2 separate regions of the Zea mays genome follow, and region 1 is linked to region 2. A link is a contact called in public Hi-C data. All regions are on one chromosome and are shown on one strand. The core of a region is the stretch at or near the end of the contact, and the rest is flanking DNA. Distances in the headings are between cores, read along the strand shown. Region 1 holds the start of LOC100278436. Region 2 holds the start of LOC606486 (glycosyltransferase).

Region 1 (4,308 bases), core at 1,717-4,216, 260 kb after region 2:
TCTCCGCTTGCAAAACACATGCTTGCTACTAAAGCTTCTGCACCGTGCTCACAACTCTCCAGATTCAGCATGGTCCTGTTGGCTACAAGTGGAGTTTGGTGGGCCTTTATCTGCACCAGACAATGCCACAGCGGGTTCGCATTGGGCGGCCCTTCGTCGGCTCCTCCCAGACTATCGGTTGCTGACCACGGTGGAGGTTGGTGATGGGCGTACTACGGCTTTCTGGTATGACTGCTGGCTGCCCTCAGGGCCCCTCGTGGAGGCAATGCCGTCGCTGTACACACACGCACGACATAAAAATGCCTCAGTCAGCGACGTTCTTTCAAAAGGTCTGCGCCTCGCCTTCGTCTCTCGGCTCTCAACGGTAGCTGCTGCTGAACTGGTGCAATTGATGGGGCTGCTTGATGGTGTGGTTGAAAGGGAATTAGGCTTACACCTAGTTCCTAAATAGTTTTGGTGGTTGAATCGCCCAACACAAACAATTGGACTAACTAGTTTGCTCTAGATTATATGTTTTACAGGTGCCAAAAGTTCATCTATAACTATGCTAAATCGACTGTCCGGAATACCGTAGATTATTCCGGACAGGAGAAGCTTTTTGGAAAAACAGGCCAAGCGCGGACCGTCCGGGCCCTTGCGGCGGACCGTCCGCAACACTAGAATGACTCTCGGACAGAACCAATGCAAAAATACAAGTTTCCATTACGGACTGTCCGAAGGAAAAGCAAAGACCGTCCGAGCCCTCGCGCGGACCGTCCGGCCTTAGGCGCGGACCGTCCGGTCGGTAAGAAACCGAAAAACCCGAAGGTAACGGGTTCGGAGAAATGAATTATAGGGGGCCTCGCGGACCGTCCGGGGTGCACGACCGGACCGTCCGCGACTGGCTCTGTCTGACATCTGACGACGCATTAAATGCAATATAGCCGTTGATATAGCCGTTACTGCTGACCGTTGCATTTTCAGCCGTTGATCTACAGGGGCGGACCGTCCGCACCAGGAGGGCGGACCGTCCGCGCTCGGCAGAATGGCCCAACGGCTAGGAAGTGGTTGGTGGCTATAAATACAACCCCAACCACCTCCATTCACTTCATCCAAGCATTCCAACCTTCAACATTCAATACAAGAGCTAGCAATCCATTCCAAGACACATTCAAAGCCTCCATCTCTCCAAGTTTCACAATTGAGAAAAGAGATCATTAGTGATTAGTAACTTGAGAGAGAAAGTGATCCGTGTGTTATTTGTCGCTCTTGTCGCTTGGCTTTTTCAATCGTGTTTTCTTGATTCTTTCATTGCAATCAAACTCACTTGTAATTGAGGCAAGAGACACCAAACTTGTGGTGGTCCTTGTGGGAACTTTGTGTTCCAAGTGATTGAGAAGAGAAAGCTCACTCGATCCGTGGATCGTTTGAGAGAGGGAAGGGTTGAAAGAGACCCGGCCTTTGTGGCCTCCTCAACGGGGAGTAGGTTTGAGAGAACCGAACCTCGGTAAAACAAATCTCCGTGTCTCACTTGCTTATTTGCTTGGGATTTGTTTTTCACCCTCTCTTGCGGACTCGTTTCTATATTACTAACGCTAACCCGGCTTGTAGTTGTGTTTATATTTGTGAATTTCAGTTTCGCCCTATTCACCCCCCCCTCTAGGCGACTTTCAGTGGTGTTAACAAATACCCCAGATGTACGTGTGTGTCCCTGGGAAGACAGATTGCATAAGCTTAGCTCCTCATCTGTCTATCGTGCAGTTGTCTCCAATGGAGAAGGCTGTGAGTACTATAAATTCATTTGGGAGAATTGTGCCCCTCCTAAGGTCAAATTCTTCGGCTGGCTGTTGGTGCAAAACAGGATTCAGACCAAGGAGAACCTCCTCAGAAAACATTGCGTTGATGACAGTGTATGCGAGGTCTGTTCGTTGGCTGTGGAAAGTTCATCGCATCTGATCGCTGGTTGTCCTTTCGCAGCTGGTTTCTGGGCAAGGTTGGGGATGAACATTTCTGAGGAGGATGCGCAACAACTTTGGCATGTTCAGCCCCCTGTTCACATGCCCACCGCACACTTCAATACCTTCCTCCTCCTATGTTGTTGGCGTCTCTGGAAACACCGTCATGATGTCGCCTTCCGCTCGCTTTCCCCGTGTTATACGCGTCTCATGGCTGGCTGCCGTGAGGACGCGGAGTTGTGGTCTTGTAGATTACCTCACTCGGATCGTCATGTGTCCCTTGCCTGGGTGATGGTATTCTCCTCTTCTCCTCCTCTGTAACAATCTTATCCGACATGTAACTTGACCATGTATAGGCCCTTACTAATGGCAATGAAAAGGTGGGGTACCTCTCCCCCCGAATTTCTCAAAAAAAAAACCATGCACCGCCCGATCCGCCGGTTATTGCCCATGGTCCATGGTCCATGGAATGGAATGGTGCCGATGGAAAGCGACGCGGTGCTTGCCGTTGCCGGTCGATGCATCCGCGTCTTGTTTATAAATCCGATGCATTGCAGTTGCAGCGCCTGGCGATCCATGTGAAATAATTACGCTTATCTATCCATATATAATACATGTATAAATCCCCGCAATCGGTTTGCCGGAACGGTCCGCGGTGTAAAACCATCACCTTGCATGCCTTCATCCGTTTCTGAAAGAGACGGTGTCTCCCCGTCTGCACGGCTGTTCTCTTGCGGTTGCAGGGATTTTGCTTGCTCCTTCCAGAAAAATAGAAACAGCACTGTGTGGCCTGCTGATTGACGGGGACATCCATGCGAGATTGTTGGTTGGTTGCTTCGGCCCGCTGTTCTCTCGCTCCCAGTTACAAGCTATGACTGGAACAAAGACGTGCTTACAACAATCGTCAGCTGCTACCAGTCCTCTGCTCTGGAAATATCCAAATCCAACAGGAGGAACGATCAATTAGTGGCGGCGCACTTATATACGGTAACATCTCTCGCCATATATTGTCGGCCAGCATATAGCCATGGCAAAGCACAGAGGGATAGAACGATAGACATTAGACAGACAGACAGACGGATAGGTCCAGTGCAAGCAAGCGAGCCGCGAGCGCACATCGTCGTACGTCATCCAGGGAGGCTCACCGATGCGATGCCGGTCCACGTGGCGCTCCTCGCCGCGCCGGCGGTGGCGGCCGGGTTCCTGCGCGCGTTCCAGTTCGCGTTCCTGCTGTGGCCCTTCAACCTGGCGCTGCCGCTGGCGCGCCACCTGCCGCGGGCGTGCGTCGCGCTCCGCGGCCTCGCGTCCTTCTACGACGCCGAGCTGCGGCGCTACGCGGCCGCCGGCGCCGGGCCCGTCCCGCCGCGGAGCCACCGGTACGCCTCGCTCCGCGCCGTGCAGGGGACGCGCGAGGATGCCGCCGTCGCGCGTGCTATGGCCTTGCTCGTCGACATCTCCTACTGACGCGGCTTGCTTCCATTCCCACTCCGCGCGCACTACGTACCGGGCGATCAGATCAGTCGCGTGCGTTCTCGCTACATCCGACCTGAGTATATTCCTCCGAATTTTAGCCTTAGGAGTGTGAGAGTGAAATTCACTGGGGGTCATCAGACTTGTCCTGCGTTCTCATGTACTCCTAAAACCAGATTTAAAGTAAGCCAGGCTTTAAAGTAAGCCACTGCTGTCTCTTACTGCTATTTGTTTGTTTGGCTGTTGATGAGTACGGCCGGGGTGCCCGGGTAGCTGAAACCGCTCTCGATTACGCCAAAGCCGAACCAAACATGATGGAACGTGATATGCTAGCTCTCGCTGATAACTGTTTACGACACACACACAAAAAATCAGCCGATCGACCTGAAAGTGATACTTGATCCGGATTTGTGGTACAGAGGTCTATAGATGGCCAATAAGCATGAGGCCCGTGAGCCCGGCACGAAGCCCACTTTTTAGGTCCGGTCTGAGCCCGACACGGTACGAATAAGCGGGCGAGCTTAGATAGGAAACTAGGCACGGCGGGCTAGCCCGACACGGCCCGTTTACCTCTAAGCCCGTTAAGCCTGTTTTTTACACTAAAACGTGCTTACCGGCCCGTTTAGCCCGCTTTTCGACCCGTTTTTTCGTGCTAAACGGGTCGGGTCGGGTCGGCCCGGTTAGACCCGCTGCGGGCCGGGTTTGGACAGAAAATAAGCGCGCGGGCTCAACAGACCCGGCCCGATTTTTGGTCGGGCTTCACCGGACCCGGAACGGGCCGGCCGGCCCGTTTGGCCATCTCTATTGAGGTCACAACCTACTATACTTGAGATCCAGGTTTGCATGTACGCAGATTTCCGCCGATCGCTCGCCGTCCGTCCGCCCGGCCGGCTTGACGTGCGCT
Region 2 (4,403 bases), core at 640-3,139:
CTTCACTCCTTGCCAATCATCAGTCTTTCTCTCTCTCTCTCTCTCTCTCTCTCTCTCTCTCTCTCTCTCTCTCTCTCTCTCTCTCTCTCTCTCTCTCTCTCTCTCTCTCTCCAATCATGTTTCATCCTCTCCACTCTGGCACTCTCCATATTCTTTTGTACCGTGTATTAATACTTCTTTTGTTGATATGGGAAGGATAGTTTCTTTTGTTGATATAGAATTTCTTGCTAACAAATCTTGTAATGCAGAAACTATCATAGTTCCTAGGTGCATTAATTATTACTCTATCATATAAGTTTTTTTTTGCTGATGTGGTAAACAACTTAATAATAGGAGAGAAGAAAAACAATTTCTTAATAAAAAAACTATATATCTACATAGAAACCAACCATCTATCCTCCCGTCCCGTCGGAAAAGCTGGGAATGGCCGCCATTTCAGACCCACGGCCTGACCTGACACGGCGGGCGCCGTGTTTGGCGCGTCCTCCCGCCTCTGTCCTGGACCGGTCGAATTCATGAATTGCTTTACGCTCTCGCCACGGCCTGGGACGCCTCCACGTACTCCGGTACCATACCAGTACAGTACCCACCTTGCTAGTGATGGTGCGCTCCGGTTCGGCAGCGGGGCGTACGTACGGCGGCAGCGCTGAATGCGAAACAGATTTATTGCGGGTGCAAGGGTCGGTCGGTCGGTTCTCGTGTCTGCTCCATACGATCCGAAGCACAAACACGGCAGCTGCCACCGCATAGCTTAGCGCACATCCATGATTCCTCGCGGTAACCTATCACCGCCGCCGCACCGCACCGCATGGTCTCATGCCGTCATGCCTGCGTTTCAGCTTGTGAGCAGTAGTAAGGCTATTCACGATGGGGATTTCATGTCCCTGTTTCCAAAAATGCCACATAAGATTTATGAATGAATGAAATACCCTCTCTCAATAGAGAGTTTCATCTCACTATTTCATATGTCAACATACTTCTTAAATGCTACATATAAATAACCAATAGAATTTACTCAATTATATGAAGATGAAACAAAACACTCTCAGTGGAGGTTTCACACAGTTTCCAAGATCTTGGAAACGAGTTAACATGGTTTCATCCCCATGAAACTCCATGAAACTCTTCCTTCTTAAATGGTGTGACATGTCATCAAAATAGCTGATGTGGCAAACTAATTAATACATGAAACACCCCATGAAACCTCCATTGTGAATAGCCTAACCACCTCTGTAGCTCAAAGGCGTTTACCCGAGCTCAATACCCTTGGCTGGCTGTCAGGGCTTCATAAAGGGAATGATGGCCTTTTTCTTTAAGACGGCGCGCAGTGCACGAAAGCGTGTTTTTTTCCTGCCTAACGGCCGAAATATTATTCTCACCCTTTCTGGAGTCTGGATGCCACTGCCAGTCTGCCACCCACCCAATTCGGGTGTCCTTTTCCTTCCGGGCGCTTCGTGTCGCACCAGACCACCAGGCCGGCACTGCTCCTCGCTGCCGATTGCCAAATTCCCAGGGCGCGGAAGGGGCCATCATCCAGCCCCACGCCCCCACCAGGCCACCACAACCATCCCCCACCACCAGCCGCTTGCCCTTCCTCCCCTGCTGCTGCTGCCGCGCTCCTAATAATTGCATCGCCCCGTCGTCCCCGCCCTGTTAATCCTGCAGCGGTAGCCTATCCTGCCTGCCACCTGCCACCTCGCTGCTTATATCACCGGCTAGCTCTCCATCAACGCCACCGCCCGCTGGCTGGCTGGCTGGCTTAGCGCGTGCTGTGAGCCTGTGACCGACTGCGAGAGCACCGCACCGGAGGCCGGAGCACGCCCGCGCGCGTGAGAACCGCAGCGCAGAGCCAGGGGCGCGCAGGGGATCTTGTCCGCAGGTCGGTAGGCATGAAGCTGCCGCTGCTGCGGCCGCTGTGGCTGGGCCTGGGGTCCGCGGCGGGGCCGCCCGACGCGGCGCCGGAGCCGGCCAAGCCCTCGCTGCCGGCCGCGTGGCTGTTGCTGCACGCGCTCTTCTGCGCCACCTCCATGGCCGTCGGCTTCCGCTTCTCCCGCCTCATCGTCTACCTCCTCTTCCTGCCCACCCCGCCCATCAACCCCGCCGCGCACCTCGTCTCGCTCGTGTCACCGCCCGCCGTCGTGCTCGCGGGCGGCAACGCCACGGCCATGGCCACGATCACCACCACCACCACCACCACGACAACCGTCACCACCACCACCACCGTGGCCGCCGAGATCAGCGCGCGCCCGCAGCACCACCACCACCACGGCCCCGTCTTCGTCGGCCGCCACCCGATCCGCGTCCGAGCCTGGCCCCACCCGAACCCCAGCGAGCTTCTTGACGCCCACCGCATCCTCGCCGCCGTCCAGAACGCGCAGCGTAGCGCCAAGCGCCGCGGCGCGGGGCCCGCCAGGCCCGTCATTGCCGTCACCCCGACCACCACCTCCGCGCTCCAGGTGCCATCGCTCACGTCTCTGGCGCACACCCTCCGCCTCGTCGACGCCCAGCTCGTGTGGATCGTCGTCGAGCCGGGGCACCGCACCGACGCCGTCGCCGCGGTGCTCTCCCGCTCCAACCTCGACTTCCTCCACATCACCGGCCCTGGAGACTCCACCGCAAGCCTGCGAATGCACGCCCTCAGGTACGTACGCTGTACGCATGCTCCAACCACGAGATGGGATCTCATCTCACGCACGCACTCATCACCTCTCGCTCATTAACTAGCACGATTCCTTCCTGCTCATAAGTCATAATTCCAGATCTCCCTCACCACCTCTTCGTCTCATTAATAATGTAACAGGGAGATTCGGGCGAAGCGGATGGACGGCATCGTGGTGTTCGCCGACGAGAACAGCATCCTCCGTACGGAGCTGTTCGACGAGGCGCAGAAGGTGACCACCGTGGGCGCCGTGCCCGTCGGCATCCTCGGCGAGGACGACGGCACCAGCGAGTCCTTCCTCCAGGCGCCGTCGTGCGACGCGGAGGGGAAGCTGGTGGGCTACCACGTCTCGGAGGAGACCGTGCTGCCGGCGAACCGGAGCGACATGCTGATGGCCAGCAGGCTGGAGTGGGCCGGCTTCGTGGTGAACGCGCGGGCGCTGTGGGAGGACACCAAGGAGCGGCCGCTGTGGGTGCGCGATCTCAGCGCCATCGACGATGCAGACGCTCGCGCCGCCAGCCCTCTCGCGCTCGTCACCGACGCCGGCCGCGTCGAGCCGCTCGCCAGCTGCGCCCAGGCGGCTCTCGCGTGGTCGCTGCGTTCCGACAGTCTCCACGAGGTCAAATTCCCACACGAGTAAGTTCGACAGAGACCTCGCCTGCTACTTTGGAATTTCAAGTATACAAATTTGCCTGCACTGCAGTTAGTATTACTGCCTGATAGTTAATTACCCATGCTAGCTAGTTGCATGCTTATAGATCTACCAGATTTCGATTCGTGGTGCGACACGAGGTACACTTTGGTTGCTCAAATTATGGTTGGTTATGGTGTTCCTAATTGATTCGGTGGGGGTGGGGGTGGGGGTGGCGCGATGAAAGCAATTTGCGTAGGCCTTGATCACATCACATGCCCACCAAACATAATAGGGACTGTTTTAAGAACAATTCCACAAAGAGTACTGTTAGCACAATAGCACTGTCACAGAATACTCGTTGTGTACAGATCAGACATTGAGACTGCGAGTTGTGATCTGTCTATCTCAGTCTCCACTACCTGACGCCGCCGGTGGTTGCCGTTTTCATGAACAGAGCTTGTGTCGTTGGTTCTTCCACCTTCGTGTCATTGCGCCTCGTGTTATAAATTAGTGTTCCCTAAATACAGCCATGATATTAGGATTCATCCTTTTAATATAAGCTCCGTACCAAAATAGTATTCGGTTTAGTTTTCCATTTTTATATCTATATTTATCTAGGTGATGATGAATATAGACTCATATATAGAACACATGTACCAAATATTGTATGAATCCACTAAAACCAAAAAACTTTTTTTTAATAGAACAGGTAGATCTCGTGCCGGCTCGTTCAAAAAAACTAAAAACCAAAACAAATTTTGTTTTGGGACAAAGGGAGTACTAAACATACAGCGTGGCGCTTCATTGACTGAGGAAATCGTTTTCCTTCAAATCAAATCATTTCATGATCTTCGTGGTGCGTGTTGTTTAATCACAAAGGATTATATAATTGACGTACACCTTACTTTCTCCAAAAGCTCTCTATTTGCTCCACATGGCCACCTAACCTAGCTGTCTTATCATACTCCTATCAAAAGCAGAGCCAGGTCATTCTAAATACTCATACCTATCACTTCAACTAACATATCCTTCCTACTCCACCGATGGAAATCTTTAGACCAGTAAGTAATATTTTGGGTACAAAATGCGCGCGTCATGGTTACTTTGGTG

What was found. Hi-C and Micro-C count contacts between places; a contact is called where the count stands out from the background.
Region 1: a Hi-C map of ear shows a contact between it and region 2, with 2.6 times the contacts expected there. The contact joins the promoter of LOC100278436 here to the promoter of LOC606486 in region 2. A contact is called at or near these places in 3 of 25 Hi-C or Micro-C datasets (bundle sheath, ear and tassel).

The regions. Positions count from the first base shown.
Region 1 is chr2:5,707,951-5,712,258 of Zm-B73-REFERENCE-NAM-5.0, forward strand. LOC100278436 reads left to right here and starts at 2,967. Exons shown (of 1, transcript NM_001151715.2): 1 at 2,967-3,604. The coding sequence starts at 3,082. The coding sequence ends at 3,519.
Region 2 is chr2:5,453,009-5,457,411 of Zm-B73-REFERENCE-NAM-5.0, forward strand. It overlaps LOC606486 (glycosyltransferase), which reads left to right and starts at 1,890. Exons shown (of 2, transcript NM_001112340.1): 1 at 1,890-2,641; 2 at 2,801-3,299. The coding sequence starts at 1,890. The coding sequence ends at 3,299.